Regions from separate parts of the Mus musculus genome. Here regions 2 and 3 are each linked to region 1. Evidence: chromatin contacts called from public promoter capture Hi-C data. All regions are on one chromosome and are shown on one strand. The core of a region is the stretch at or near the end of the contact, and the rest is flanking DNA. Distances in the headings are between cores, read along the strand shown.

Evidence for each region. Promoter capture Hi-C pulls out the DNA fragments that hold promoters and counts their contacts. Capture Hi-C pulls out chosen DNA fragments and counts their contacts.
Region 2: a promoter capture Hi-C map of pancreatic islet shows a contact between it and region 1. The contact joins the promoter of Clcn6 here to the promoter of Mfn2 in region 1. A contact is called at or near these places in 11 of 39 promoter capture datasets (the HPC-7 cell line, cranial neural crest, erythroid cells and 7 more), 19 of 484 Hi-C or Micro-C datasets (CD4 T cells, CD8 T cells, Sertoli cells and 12 more), 18 of 115 datasets of contacts at active chromatin or transcription factors (the 230-238 cell line, CD8 T cells, the NIH/3T3 cell line and 11 more) and 3 of 9 other capture datasets (adipose tissue, liver and pancreatic islet).
Region 3: a promoter capture Hi-C map of liver shows a contact between it and region 1. The contact joins the enhancer-like site here to the promoter of Mfn2 in region 1. A contact is called at or near these places in 7 of 39 promoter capture datasets (the C10 cell line, the HPC-7 cell line, cranial neural crest and 4 more), 1 of 15 datasets of contacts at CTCF or cohesin (pro-B cells), 1 of 484 Hi-C or Micro-C datasets (embryonic stem cells), 5 of 115 datasets of contacts at active chromatin or transcription factors (the 230-238 cell line, bone marrow-derived macrophages and embryonic stem cells) and 3 of 9 other capture datasets (adipose tissue, liver and pancreatic islet).

Annotation. Positions count from the first base shown.
Region 1 is chr4:147,902,899-147,907,716 of GRCm38.p6, reverse strand. Mfn2 (mitofusin 2) reads left to right here and starts at 2,808. Exons shown (of 19, transcript NM_133201.3): 1 at 2,808-3,059; 2 at 4,220-4,362.
Region 2 is chr4:148,036,328-148,040,873 of GRCm38.p6, reverse strand. It overlaps Clcn6 (chloride channel, voltage-sensitive 6), which reads left to right and starts at 2,061. Exons shown (of 23, transcript NM_011929.3): 1 at 2,061-2,193; 2 at 2,901-2,960. The coding sequence starts at 2,107. It overlaps Mthfr (methylenetetrahydrofolate reductase), which reads right to left and starts at 1,797. Exons shown (of 12, transcript NM_010840.3): 1 at 1,742-1,797. RefSeq lists promoters at 1-1,456, 1,709-1,898, 1,709-2,347.
Region 3 is chr4:148,053,914-148,058,650 of GRCm38.p6, reverse strand. Mthfr (methylenetetrahydrofolate reductase) reads right to left here. Exons shown (of 12, transcript NM_010840.3): 11 at 3,547-3,666; 12 at 1-3,278. The coding sequence ends at 3,063. Gm13201 (a long non-coding RNA gene) reads left to right here. Exons shown (of 10, transcript XR_004691353.1): 10 at 550-658. Among named protein-coding and RNA genes, the nearest start is that of Mthfr, 17 kb to the right of the region's middle. Within about 2 kb of position 1,595, at least 17 of the 459 cell types and tissues checked have an H3K27ac peak or open chromatin away from gene starts, as enhancers often do. A contact at or near this core is called in adipose tissue and liver, where this site is marked.

The DNA.
Region 1 (4,818 bases), core at 1,559-4,058:
AACAGCCCTGTCTGTCTTGGAACTCACTCTGTAAACCAGGATGTGACCTTGAAATCAGAAGAGATCCACCTGCCTCTGCCTCCTGAGTGCTTGGATTAAAGGCATGAGCAACCATGCCTGGTTTGTCATCCTGCTTTCTTATACAACCTAGGGCCACCTGCCTGACCACAGTAGTGCCTACAGTCAACTGGGTCCTTCCACATCAATTCACCATTCAAGAAAACACTTCACAAGCTTGCCTACAGACCGATCTTATGGAGGTATTTTCTCTACAGATTTACCCTATTCAGATGAGTCTATCTTGTGTCAAGTAGACAAACAACCCCAAAACTGACCAGCACAGATATCAAACACATTCAGACCATAGAAGTAGGTGAAAGGAGTTAGTACTCCAGTTGGAAACAACCAGTCATTCAGGAATTGTGTACATTGAGGCTGGTGAGTCGGCTCATCCGGCAGTCACCTGAACAAACCTGATGCCCTGAGTTTGATTCCCAGAACTGCCATGTAAAGGGTAGAAAGAACTGACTCCACACATGTACCCCCTACATACATCATTCGCGAGTGTGCACGCACACACTAATAATAAAAATTAAAAACAATGTATGCCTTGTAGAGGATTCTTGAGTTTTGTTCATTTGTGGCAAAGTTTCCTGTGTAATCCAGGCTGGCCTCTCACCTGTGATCCTCCTGCCTCAACCCCTGAGTACTGGGATGACTGACATGAACCGTCATGTCCTGTCCAGGGTTGTTTCTAATAGTGACCATTTTCTGGTATGTGCAATTCATATACACAGTGGAAAAGTCGATCAAAACAGGAATAACTGACATAAGAAAAGCCCCCTGCAGTTGAACCCCAGTACTCGCTAGACCCATTTCTAGTGGCAGTCTGCAGTACTGGAGGAACCTTGCCATTGAGGGGTTAAAGGAAGAGCCTCACAGTTTGGAGTTCTGGTTTAGGCAAGCCCAAGTGGAATGTAAGATTAGAAGCCTGGGAATGGGCTCAGAAGTTCCCTCTTCTGTCCAGGTTGGGATGGGAGCCTAGGCCAAAGCTTTCAGGGAGGCTACAGCAGAGGCAGAATGGACAGGAGAGAGTTTGGGAAAGCTCCTCCAAGCCTCTGGCTTGAGTAAGATTCTGCCAAAGGGAAAGGAAACAGTCTTCAGTTTTGTACTCAAAGAATTCCCTGGGGAGGCTGGAGATGATGGAGGAGGAGATACTTAGCGCACACTATACCCCAAGGCAAGTGCTGGGTGTGTCTCTCCAGTTCAGAGTCAGATGTTCCAGACAAGAAGCTGCCCTATGGGCAGTGACTACAGGCCAGCTCCCATGACTCACCTCTCTGGAGACTCGTAACCGGCGTGCTGATTTACCTCTGAGGCTGTTTGTGGCATGACTGTACCCTGGCTATAGGGCAGTGCCAATCGGTAGAAAGCATAACATGGCAGCTAGGTGTGTCAGTGAGATGACTACAGTCCTAGCCCTTGGGAGGCAGAGTAAAAAGATCATCAATTCAAGGCTGGTTTGGGCTACATAGTGGGAAGCCTGCCCCCAAACAAACAAAAGCAAGGTCGCATGGGCCACAGACACAGTTAAAATATTCAGCTAGCCATATTATCTGCTTTTAAATACTTGGCTTGTTGTTTTTATTTAATGTGTATGGGATGCTGCCTGCATGTATGGAAGTGTATCAGAAGTGTGCCTGGTTCCCCCTGGAAGACAGAGAGGACACTGGATCCCCTGAATTGTAGTTACCGATGTGAGCTAACATGTAGGTGTTGGGTCCTCTGTAAAAGCCATCTCTCTAGGCCCCAACCATATTCATTTATCGTGTGTGGTTGATGTACACGTGCCCTGGCTCTTGTACGGAGGTTAGAGGACAACATTTTATGAGCAGGTTCTTTCCTTCCACCGTGTGGGTTCCTGGAGATGGAACTCAAGCTGTCAGGCTTGGTAGCAGCCATTTATACCTACTGAGCCTTTTTTGTGACCGCCACTATTAGCTCTACTTTTAGAAGTAAGAAGAAACGGGGTGGGGGGGGCGATTTAATTAAGATAATGTATTTCATTTAGCCCAGTTTATCCAAAGCTATAACAACACATCAATATAAAATTACTAATAAGGTAGTTTGCATTTCTTTTTATATTAAACATTGGGGCATTTCTCAGTTTGTAGCAGCTGCATTTCAGGGTCTCAGTAGCTACAAGTGGCTGGTGGGTGTTACTACAGAGCCCAGGCTTGGAGCCCTCCCAGCTTGGGGTCCAATGCAGTATCCCAGTTCTTGGAACAAAATGAGGGGCCAGTGAATGGCATGTGAGGTTGGATAATCATGTCCTGAATGTCCTGGGACTGAGTGAAAATTAAAAACTGCATGTTAGATAGCCAGTGCAATGACTGTCACCTAGTAGCTGCCTGATGCGTTGTGGCTGCTGTTTAGTTGCCTCAAAGGCAACTGAAGGACAATTACTTCACCCTAACGGTCTGTTTGTTCCCTTTGAAGACACTCGGATTATGAAATGCGAGTCTGGATTTCAAAACTGACAGGTGTTATACAGGGTCAAATTCTGGAGCAGCAACAACAAAAAAGGCGCAACAACAAAAAAGGCGCACGCAAACCTCTAATCGGTACCCTTGTCGTGTCCTGCCCGCTCCCCTCCCCGCCGTCCACCCTCTCCCCTCCCCCAACCCCCGTCCCGTTCTCCCACCCCTCCAACCCCTGCTTGACAGCTCGAGGCTCCGCCCTACCCCACCCTGACGGACGCTGATCCAAACTACAACTCCCATGACGCGCTGGGAGCCCCACCCTACAGCTTACGTCATCTGCACGAGACACGGGACGGTTACCAGGCACGCGGGGGCTCCTTTTGGAGCGCGGAGTTCCTAGACACTGTGGTATAGGAGTGGTAAGGTTGAGGTGACAGCGTTCAGAGGCCATCGGCTCGTCCGGGCTGCAGCGGGGCGAGTGACGAGCGCAGCCCCCTCCCCTCCCGCTTCTCTCGGTGTGGCGCCGGCTAGTGACGTGTTGGGTGTGATGGCCGCCGCGAGGCCGGGAAGGTGAAGGTGAGAGGGCGAGCGCGCCGGGGTGGTGGAACCGGCAGGCCCGGGCCGGGAGAGTCCTGAGCCACCCGGCTTAGGACGCTGGGCCTCTGGGGCCTCTGGGCCTCGGGCTCAGGCTCGGGTCACACGGGCGTTTCCCCTGCTGCGGCCTCGCCGTCAAGCCCTGCTCGGCTCTGAGGAGGGGGCGGGCCACCGGACTGAAGGCTGGGAGGTGGGCTCCTCCTCGCAGCTCCCCACACCCTGATGTCTCAGCCCTGTGATCTCCATTCAAGGTCCCTGACCCATTCCCGGTTTTCATCCAGTACTTTTCTTTTTTTGCCAGCATTTTTTTTTTTTCAGCACCCGGTTCACTGTACCCCACTTACGGTGGAAGTCTTTTTACTTATATGCCTTTTCATTGCACCGTTAAGACTCTGAGGGTTGGAGCTATTCTTAATCCGTCCCTGACCCTAGCACCTAACACATTGAAAGGCCACAGTGAATACTGAAAAAGATAGCTGTTTGGAAGGAGAAAGGCAACACTACTGGCCTCCATCTCTTGTAGTACTTTTCTATCCTGTTTTCTAGCTTTGCCAATCATCTCTCCCTTCGTCAGAAAAGGACTCTTGATTGTCCCCTTTTTGTCTTAGGTAGGAAAACACAAGTGAGCTTTGGAGTCACAGCTAGTGTAGTTTGGTGTCTAGCTTGGCTGCTTGGCTCTATACATCTTCCTAGTACTGTAGAGACCAAGTTTGCTCCATAGACTTGAGAATGGAAGGAGAGACTTTACAGTAGCAGGGATACTCTGGCCTTTGTCAGGTCTATTTTTCTTCCTCTCCTCTCCACTCCCCTTCCACTTCTAGTTGGCAGTTCCCCAGTCCTGAAGGCCAGGCCTTGGCCTGATTCAGCTCCCTTCTCTCTCTGGCTGTGTCTTAGCGAGGACCTCTTTGGTGCCTTGCATTAGCACATGGCTTAATATATTAGCACACGGCTAATGTGTTTGTCTCATTGTCATTGTTATTGTCTCCTCCCCCTCCACACACACACTTCCTCACCTGCTTCCTCAACACCGCAATGAGTAAGCTTCCCTCAGGGATGAGTTAGTTTGGCTTTAACACCTGATTAAACATATTTTGCATTTTCTTTCCTGGTGGCCCAGTGACCTCTGCCTTTTTCCTTTCCAGAAGCTTGGACAGGTGGAGTCAACACCATCAGGGGCCAACCTGGACCTGAATCAGCACAGAGGAGACCTCGAGTCCTTTTCATCTTTCTGACTCCAGCCATGTCCACGATGCCCAACCTGTGAAGGTCTCTTACCAGCTAGAAAGTAAGTGAGAGCTGTGGTTTGGCCACCATGGATCTAGATGAAGAGCAAAAGGGTGTGTTCTGCTGGCTCTCGGCTGGCGAGTCTCTCGGAGTGGATCCTGGAGCACAGAGCTCGTGGCTTCCAACTTGTGTCGGAAGGAGCTGCTGTATCTCCTTTCTGCTTCCACGGGGATTTCACTGGTTGACAGTTCAAAGCATGGCCAGGATCTGTCCCTCTCCTCCTTGTTTGTTTGTCCCTGTGCTGGCTCCTTTCCGTCTCTGCTTGGCAGGGGTTGGATTCTTATCATGGCTCCAAGAGTCTGCTGTGCCCTTTACCCTCTGTACTCTTTCGTTTCAATTTCTCAGCTTCTCCTCTGTTCCAGTTGTACAACAGACGATCTCTGGACCCGTTTTGTTTTCTCTGCTAGGAGTTGCTGCATATAAACTGGGTAAGGAGGTGGTGTGGATTCAGGGAGCC
Region 2 (4,546 bases), core at 812-3,311, 130 kb before region 1:
AGATCACACTACTTCAAAAAGACTGTTGTGTTGTGAGCTAGAACTTGCCACGGGCTGGGCTGCAGAGGCAGGTGGACTGAAGTCACCGAGGGTAGGGATGGATTTATGTCCAACTCTGAACAAAGGTTGTTCCATCTGTGCCTGCCCTGGTAGCAGCTCTCCCTAAACACGCCAATTAAGTCAAAAGGATCAGTGACCACAGTCTACCACATACGCCCTTCCAACAGGGCACAGGGCCATACTGCAGTCTAGTCTGGAAAAGAAGCAAACACTACCACTGCACAGCAGTGGGCCAGCACAGTAGTGGCTATCTGTGTGGTGACGTGGAGCAACAGAGAAACCAGGTCAGGTTTGTTTCTTTCCAGAAACTTCCACCTCTTAAGTCAGTGTACCATTTTGGGTCTCAGCTTCAAGAATCGGAAGAAATCCATTGCTCTTTCCCCTCCTGGACTCCAGACTTAGTGCCAGTGTTACTCCCAATCTATCTGTCCCACTTCTGTTCTGACCTAAAACTGCCAGGTTCTCATGGAGAGTGAGAAAGGCCTTCAAAGGCCTTCCTCCTCCACCCAAGGGAAATGCCTCGTTTTCACTGCTGGAACAAAACCGGAGGAGCTGACTCAGGCACAGCAAACCGCTCCAAGGTTTAAGCATTTTTGTTTTTTTTTCTGGTTTTTCGAGACAGGGTTTTTCTGTAGAGCCCTGGATGTCTTGGAACTCACTTTGTAGACCAGGCTGGCCTCAAACTCAGAAATCCGCCTGCCTCTGCCTCCTGAGTGTTGGGATTAAAGGCGTGCGCCATCACACCCGGCTCGGTTTAAGCATTTCTAACAGTTCCCACCCCCTATCCATTATTAGTTGAGCTCCCAAATCACACAAGGATGAGCCTGTGAACCGACAAATTTGTTTACCCTTCTACTGTCCAGTCCCCTGCCTGTGACTGGACCAGAAAGACCAGTCTCAGGCGTGGCATCGCCAGTGCCTGGCAGAGTAGTAAAACAGGCAGTACTCACTGGGCTCAAAACTGCCAAGACCTCCACACCAATCTCAAAATGCCTCGCTGCCACCTACTGATCATTTAAATAAGACTGACAAACACTGAGCCCACCACTCCCGGAAGAGTTGTGATAGATGCATGTGAACTGCAGGATGCTATGGACACCTGGGCGTTGAAACTAATGGTCGGTCCACTCTTCCTTTCCAGATGCTGTCAGGGAGATGGGTTTAAGAGACTATGGCAACCAGGCATGACAACGCACATATTTAATCTCAGCTCGCAGGAGGCAATGGATCTCGGAGTTCGAGGCCTGATCTACAGAGAGTTTCAGAACAGCTAGGGCTACACAGAGAATCTGTCGCGAAAACCAAACCAAACCAAACAAAATCCCAGAGAGCGAGCGAGAGAGCTAGACAGACAGACACTATGGCAGGCAGCCACCATGGCCTGAGGGATGGTAATCGGGTCACCTGGTCAATGGGTCACAGGCCGTGGCGGGGATGCGGGTCCCAGAAGGCTGCAGGGTCTGGATCACTGCCCCAGATCCAGGATTCCTTTAACTTTGAGATACCTTCCTGCAGGTAGTGGGGCTGGGGTGACAGCCTCCATGAGTATTCATAGGCCCTAAGGAGCCTTCACGTGCAAAGGGCCGGCCAGCACCTAACCGCCTGCCCACAGGTCTAGCTTGCGGTGGTGTGTTCCCGACTCTGCGAATCTATCCGCAGCGTCCCAAGCCTTTTGCGTTACCTCTTGCGTCAGATCGGTGGCGGCGAGGGTGCCACCTCCCTAGGGCTGGCGAAGAAGGCGGGGCGGAGCTGTCGGTTGCTAAGGGAAACAGGACGAGCGGCAGGCGGAAGCCACATCTACGAGACGAGACGACGGCCGGAAGTCCCGCCCCAACATGGCCGCGCCCAGAGGTCTCAGGGGAAGCCAGCCAAGTACTGCGTCATGTGACGCGAGCCCTCGCCCCACCCGTCTGCAGCCACTCCCTGTCTCCGGACCCAGAGCTCGAGAGGGCCACGTGACCCTCCCGGGGCCAGTCACGTGAGGCGCGGATCCTGGGTGGGAGGGGGGTTGGCCTAGGTGGTCCGGAGCGGCAGCAAAGGAGGAAGATGGCGGGGTGCAGGGGGTCCGTGTGCTGCTGCTGCCGGTGGTGTTGCTGCTGCGGTGAACGGGAGAGCCGCACCCCCGAGGAGCTGGTGAGCGGCTGCCTGGCTGGGGAAGGGGTGGCTACGGAGGGATGACAGGATGACAAGAGGCGTTGCCGGGGGTGGGGCCGCGCCGGACCGCGCCTGCAGGTGGCAGCGGGTGGGGCCCGGAGACCGCTGCCTGGGCTCGGGAAGCATCCAGCTTACCTCCGCGTGCCCCAGCCAGAGTTCTGTTCTATAACCTCTCTCTGGACTCCGAGGGAGGGCCTCGGCCAGCTTGAATTAATGCCGTCCATATTCTCTTTGAGTTTTGAACGAAGCAAGCATTGTAGAATGAGCCCTTGCGCGGGACGTGACGCCCATGCCGTTGGTGTAGTTTCTCTGGCCTGTTCTTATTCTCTACCCTTCACTCTTTCTGGGTCACTGGTGATCCAGCTTCCCCGTGCAAAGCAAGCTGGGAAAACTTGAGTTGTGTTCTCAGAATTGATTCATTCCCCCCGATTCCGTAGTCAGTCTATTGTCAAATGAAACACGAATTTTCTCCTCCAACGAAGCTGCCATCAGACATCTTTCAGGTGTCCTGAAGGTGAGCATTACGATTTAAAGAATTCGCCGATCAATAGAAATGTAGAGCTCATGGTTTTGAAACATTGTTCCTCTTTGAAGATGGCTCTAGCTAATTTCGATTTTAATAATACTACCCTCCTTGTACCCTTAACCCATTAAAAGATCTCCATTCTGTGAATCTGTTTTTCTAGACCATCCTTGGGGAGACACAGGAAGAAGAGGATGAGATTCTTCCAAGGAAAGACTATGAGGTGAGGTGTTCCAGATGCTGTCCTGGGTAACTGGTGTAGTGAGAGGACTGAGTGCTTCAGGCCTCCAACCAGAGATGCTCTTTGACCCTCTGCCTCAGGGAATGGGGGAGATGACTGCCTAGCAAGTCCTTAACCTGGTCCCACAGTCTGGTGGTGATGCATTCCAGTTCTGCCTGGATATAGAGCGTGTTTGCCATTAAACCTTCCAGGGACCCAGGGTCGAAGCTCTTCCCTGTGAGTGCTCAAAACAGTCTCTCTCGTGAGCTGTGAGGAGACCTTGCCTCTCTCTCTTCTGCCCTATTCTGGATTATAGTTTCCAGTTTCAGATATGAAACTTTGAAGAGTGTGGGGCCACATGTTGTGGTTCCTTTTAGTTTGCCACTGGACTTGGGAGGCTGAGATGGGAAGAGCTCTTCTGGAGACTCACAAAGGCTGCTCCATCAATCCTATCCCAACCTCTTATTTTTTGAAAAAGATTTATTTATTTAATTAATGTATATGAGTATACTGTAGCTGTCTTCGGACACGGATTCCTATTACAGATGGTCATAAGCCACCATGTGGTTGCTGGGAGTTGAACTCAGGACCTCTGCAAGAGCAGTCAGTGCTCTTAACTGCTGAGCCATCTCTCCAGCCTCCCTATCCAACATTTTTGTTTCCCTATCCAACCTTTTGAGTAACTCTGTCACACCCATTTGTAGCTCGCTTGCCTTAGGCTGATAGAATGTTCATGTGAATTTTTTTTTTTTTTTAGATTTATTTATTTATTATATGTAAGTACACTGTAGCTGTCTTCAGACACTCCAGAAGAGGGCATCAGATTTCGTTACAGATGGTTGTGAGCCACCATGTGGTTGCTGGGATTTGAACTAGGGACCTTCAGAAGAGCAGTCGGCGCTCTTAACCACTGAGCCATCTCGACAGCCCCTCATGTGAATTTTTTTATGGATTAGTGATTTTACACTCAAATCTTTAATGTTTCCCATTTAGCCATCTCCACATACAAGTTTGTGGGAAGCTGTTTGTTTTATGCTGTTTTGTTTATTTATTTATTTTTTCTTTTTGAGACAGGGTTTCTCTGTGTATCCCTGGCTGTTCTGGAATTCACTCTGTAGACCAGGCTGGCCTCAAACTCAGAAATCCACCTGCCTCTGCCTCCCAAGAGCTAGGATTAAAAGTGTGTGCCACCACGCCCCAACTGTTTTATGTTCATAAGAGCAAATTCATTCAGACACTAATCAGGGAAGTCTGCTCAGCGTACATCTAAGGGCCAGCCCTCTGAGCAGCTTTTTGTATTTATTTGGGATGGGGGGGAGGGGGATGACATTTTTCTTTTTTAATTTTAAAACTTATTGTTAGGGGCTGGAAAGATGGCTCAGTTGTTAAAAGCACTGATTGCTTTTCCCGGGGTCCTGGGTTCAATTCCATCTGTATTCGATTTTAGGATATTCAGTGTCCCTTTCTGGCCTTTGTGGGAAATAGTTATGCATGTGGTACACATATATACATGCAGGCAAAACACTTGTGCATATAAAAATAAAATCTGTTGGGTTTTTTTGTTTGTTTGTTTGTTTTTGTTTTTCAAG
Region 3 (4,737 bases), core at 346-2,845, 150 kb before region 1:
AGCTCCACCGCAGTACTGAGCCAGCCTCTGCTTAGATGTTTTCAGCCAACGGGGAGGATGGTCAGAGGGAGCTGTGCCACTACGGGTGGCTTGCCTCATCTGGGGGTCTTGGGACTCCTGAGTGTCAGGTGAAGCGCCCCATTATGCACGCAGGTGGGAGCCTGCTCTGGCAGGAGGCAGGCAGGACCCCCTTGTGGTCAGCAGGGTCAAGCCCATTGCAGTTGGTCCTTGTCCCCCTGCTCTTCCTTCAGACTCACAGCTGCTGGCCACCTGCTGTAGAGAATGTGCTGCTCAGCCTGGCACGGCCACATGGAAGAGGCACAGAGGACCACAACCTGGGCTTTGAGTCTCAGTCCTCAGGCCACACCCTTTGAAACAATGCCCCTGTCCATCTCTTCTTGAGTGTCCCAGCTACTTGAAGAATTCCCTTCTTTTCCCATTAGCGCCTTGGGCCAGCCCACAGCCTGGAGACTTGAGGGGTAGGTGGGTGGGGCTTCTGTTCTTTTAAATCAAGGCATCATCCTCTCCTGACCCAAGTCTCCTTTTCAGGTGTCACAGAGAGACCCCTCTGCCCAGCCCTCGAGTTCTGGCTGCCACTGCCTGCACGGGCCCTCCACTGGCCCCCTACAGGAATAGGTGAGCCCTGCAGCTCTGAGACTAGGGCCCTGAAGGGCCAAGGCCAGGCTCCTCAAAGGTGGACCAGCTGTGCATGGGAGGGGTGGTCAGTCCCTTCAGGCAAGGGATTTTTCAACTCTGGCAGAATGGCCGAGCCTGGGCCTCTTGTTCTTTGCTGTTGAAGAGGTTAGATGTTCTTGGCCTGCAGGGACAGGTACCTATAGTGTTGGCATAGTCAGGTTTCCCAGCAGGCCTGGAGCCTGGCAAGGGCATGGCAGCGCTGGGTAGATGTTCACTGGGTGGAGCAGCTGTCTTGGGCTCTGGTAGGGAGGCTCAGCTCCTCTGTACCAAGCAGAGGCCCTGGGAACAACTCCCCACTCATCCTATGTATCCCTTGGCTAGCTGGAGGCACTAACTACTAATTGCACCTCATGCCCAAAGCCTTAGGGATGGGCTCAGGTGTGATCACTTATTAACATTTCTTAGGTGATGGCCCCTTGTCACATCTCCTTCACCCTGGGGTGGCAGCAGAAGGGCCAGGGCTGACAGGATGGCAGAGGATCTTTTCTATCAACTCTCTCTGTAGCTCAGACAATGGCACCTGGAACAGGCGTGGAGGACATGGCAGAAAAAGGTCCTTCAGCTCCGGGTGGCTCAACAGCTACACCAGAGAGAAGAGAGCCGGGTCCTTTTCCAGGTGACTTTACCTTGGTTCACCCAGCCAGCCCTCCAAGACCAGTGCCACCTCCAGGCTGAGCCAGGGAGAGGGGAGGGTGTCCCTGCTCACCACCCTGCGCTATCCTCATTCAGTTGAATTGGCCATTGGTTACAGAGCACACAGCCTGGACATTAGAGCCCTTGACTAGGGGCCTCAAGCCCAGCCAAGTATCAGTTTCACTCACTCAGAGAACCAGTCTGTTTGTGGCAGTGGCTCCCCATGCTGGTCCTTGCAGGGCCTGCGTCCAGAACAGATGTCTTGTTTGCAGGTCACGGGGCATAGCTTCCCGGGTCACAAGTCCAGTCTATTCTGAGCCTAGATATTTGGGCAGAGACAGGGTGGGCTGGCTGCCAGGGCAAAGGAAAGGGCCTCTGGTTGAGACACACAGAACATGGCTTAGGTGTCAAGTCTGACAGGCCCAGTACAGACCCTGGAGGGAGCCTGAGACAAGCAGTACTTCCTGCCCTGCCTCCAAGCCTTTGAAAAGTGGCACCAGCGTTTGGTAGCCAAGAGCCCATGAGAAGAACTAGCAGCAGCCTGTGCTCCTGGAAACAGTTTACAGTGGCTCAGGTGTAGCAGGCATGGGGTGAGTAGGGGCCAGCAGCAGCTATGAAATATTCCTGAGAAATAAGAGAACCAAGCCCAGCCTTCCGAGGGAGGGAACAGGCCCACAGTTGGAGGGGCCAGCGCCTGGAGCTCTGGGACAATAAAAGGACCTCCTCCTCCTGGCTGCTTCTGCTCATTCTCTCCAAGGCTGCTCTCCACTGCAGTCACCCAGGCCTGGGAGACGAGGGCAGGAACCCCCTGCTCTCCCTAAGTTGCTCTACGGACCGCTTTCTCCCATTCCCTGACTCAAACAAGACCAGCAGGCTGGGAGCAGTCATCTGTGCCTGCCAGTCACTGCCCCAGGCAGCCAGGCCTGAGGGCTGACTGGGGAGGAGTGCCAGGGACAGCCCCTAGTCTAGGCCCAACAGAGAAGACGGTGCAGCTGGCAGGAGTCTGCTCAGAAGCAAGGGAGCAGGCTTCATACAGCCACGGGAAGAGCTGGGCCCTGCCCAGGTAAATCTCGCTAAGAGGACAGAAAACAAGGCCAAGAGCAAGCCTCCATTGAGGACAGAACGCTTTTAACCCTGAAGGGGCACTTTCTTCCCAGCCACAGAACAGACACAACCAACCTTCTGCAGAGGCAGAACTCCTGCACTCTTTGGCCTAAGATGGCAAGAAAGGCTTGTGTTACCAGCCAGGCCTCTCTTGGGGACCTGGTGTGTAGTCCGCTGAGCAGGGAGGAGGTTTCTGTACCCTCATTTGCACATCTCTTCCTACCTCCTTCAGTATTTCACAGTGCCTACTGTCTGTCTCACACAGACCCCAGGTCAAAGTTCACCTCCTAGAGGCTGCCTTGGTGCAGTGGCTGGGCAATCTCTGGTCTCCTCCCCCTGAGGATGGAGGCGCTTGCCACAGCAAGAACACGGGCTCTGGGCTTGAGCAGAGAGCATCAGCCTCCTCGACGGGGCATCTTAGGTCCAGCCAGAGCCGGGACGCTTCCTGCTAGTCTAGCTGCCATTATCCTGTGTAGAGAGATGAGGGAGAGGGGCTCCAGGTGAGGAAGATACCGGGATGCAGGCTCACGGAGCCTGTGTCTCTCTCTCCGTGGTGTGCCTGTTGAGGGATGCAGGCTCACAGAGCCTGTGTCTCTCTCTCCATGGTGTGCCTGTTGAGAGATGCAGGCTCATGGAGCCTGTGTCTCTCTCTCCGTGGGATGCCTGTTGAGCAGCTCAAACGTGTCCTCCACCACCTGCCACAGGCAGCTGTCCAGCGGGAACTCGTTGTCCACCAGGTTGACCAGGAAATAGTTGTCATGGATGTATTGGATGATCATGCGGGATGGCGACTCCTCCTCGTATAGCTTGCCCCACTGCTCGATCCACAGGGCAAAGGCCTCATCCTACGTGTGGACAGAGACACACGAGCAGGGTCAGCACGGCTGGTACCTCCAGGTCTGGGCCCCTGCTGTCTCCCTGCAGGCCACCCAGGTAACAGCAAGACAGAGCCACTCCAAGCTAGCCCAGAAATAAACACCATGTGCTAACATACGGCCTTCAGGGCCAAGTCTACCCTGCCTGGGGTATGGTTTTCGGCTACGTGTTTGGGACTATTGTCTGGCCAGGGCTCTCACGGTAGCCAGGGTCCTCCACTCCCTCCCACTCCCTTACCTTCCAGAACATGAAGCTGATGGGGTCCACCACAGTAGGCTGGATGATCTCTCGACCCGGGAAGATGCCCCACGTCACGGCATTGGGCTGCAGCTCAGGGGCATTAGTGATGTTCTCTCCCTGAGAACAGAGGCAGGGCTGAGGAGGGTGACCGAAACCTCCCACTGCTCATAAGCCCTCCTGGTCTGCCAAAACCCATCACCCTCTGCTTAAATCAGAGCCTAGAGGCATCCTGACTGAACTTCTATTCTGCCTTGCACTCACACACACACACACACACACACACACACACACACACACACACACACATACACACACACACACACACACACAAGGACTTGCTTATAACCCAGGCTGGCCTTGAACTCAGATCGTCCAGCAATTGGCTGACCTAGTGCTGGGGTTATTAGGCTTTTCTGCGGCTTCTTATCTAGACCTACAGTAGCAGCCCGGCTTTCTACCTGGGCCACAAGGGTCCCCATGCGGTCCCGTGGTCCTTGCCACTCTCCTAGTTGCCTGCTGTGATCTTTGTAAAAAGAAATAGAGGCGCTGGGCAGTGGTGGTGCACATCATTAGTCCCAGAGGCAGGTGGATCTCTGAGTTCAAGGCCAGCTTGGTTGTCTGCAGAGTGAGTTCCTGGACAACCAGGGCTATACAGAAAAACCCTGTCTCAAAAAAACAAAAACAGAAACAAAAACAAAAAAAAAAAAAAAAACAAGAAAAAAAAGAAAGAAGGAAACAAAGAAAAAAAGAAGTGGAGCCAGGCACTGTGCCCTGGGGAGGAGGGCTCCCTTTGCTTTTGGTAGTCTCCAGGCCTCAGACAGGACAGCATGACAGCCACCACGTCCTGCCATCTGCAGTTTCTCCACAGGCAGTGCAGGGCAGAGCCTCTCCTCCTGCTTAGTCTTTGTCCTTACAAAGATTCAGACCAGGGCCTGGGGACGTGGTACGGTGGGTAAGAGGCTTGCTGCGCATGTTTGGATCCCATGTAAAAAAGCTGTGTATGGCTCTGCATGTGCCCGTCACCCTAGCACTGGTGATCACAGCTCTGGGTTCAGTGAGAGATACTGTCCCAAGGGAATAAAGCAAAGAGTGACACAGCAGGATACCAGACATCCTTCTCTGGCCTCCATTTGAGAGAACATGCATGTGTGTGTGTGTGCACACATAGACACCCTGTACCTCTGCAGT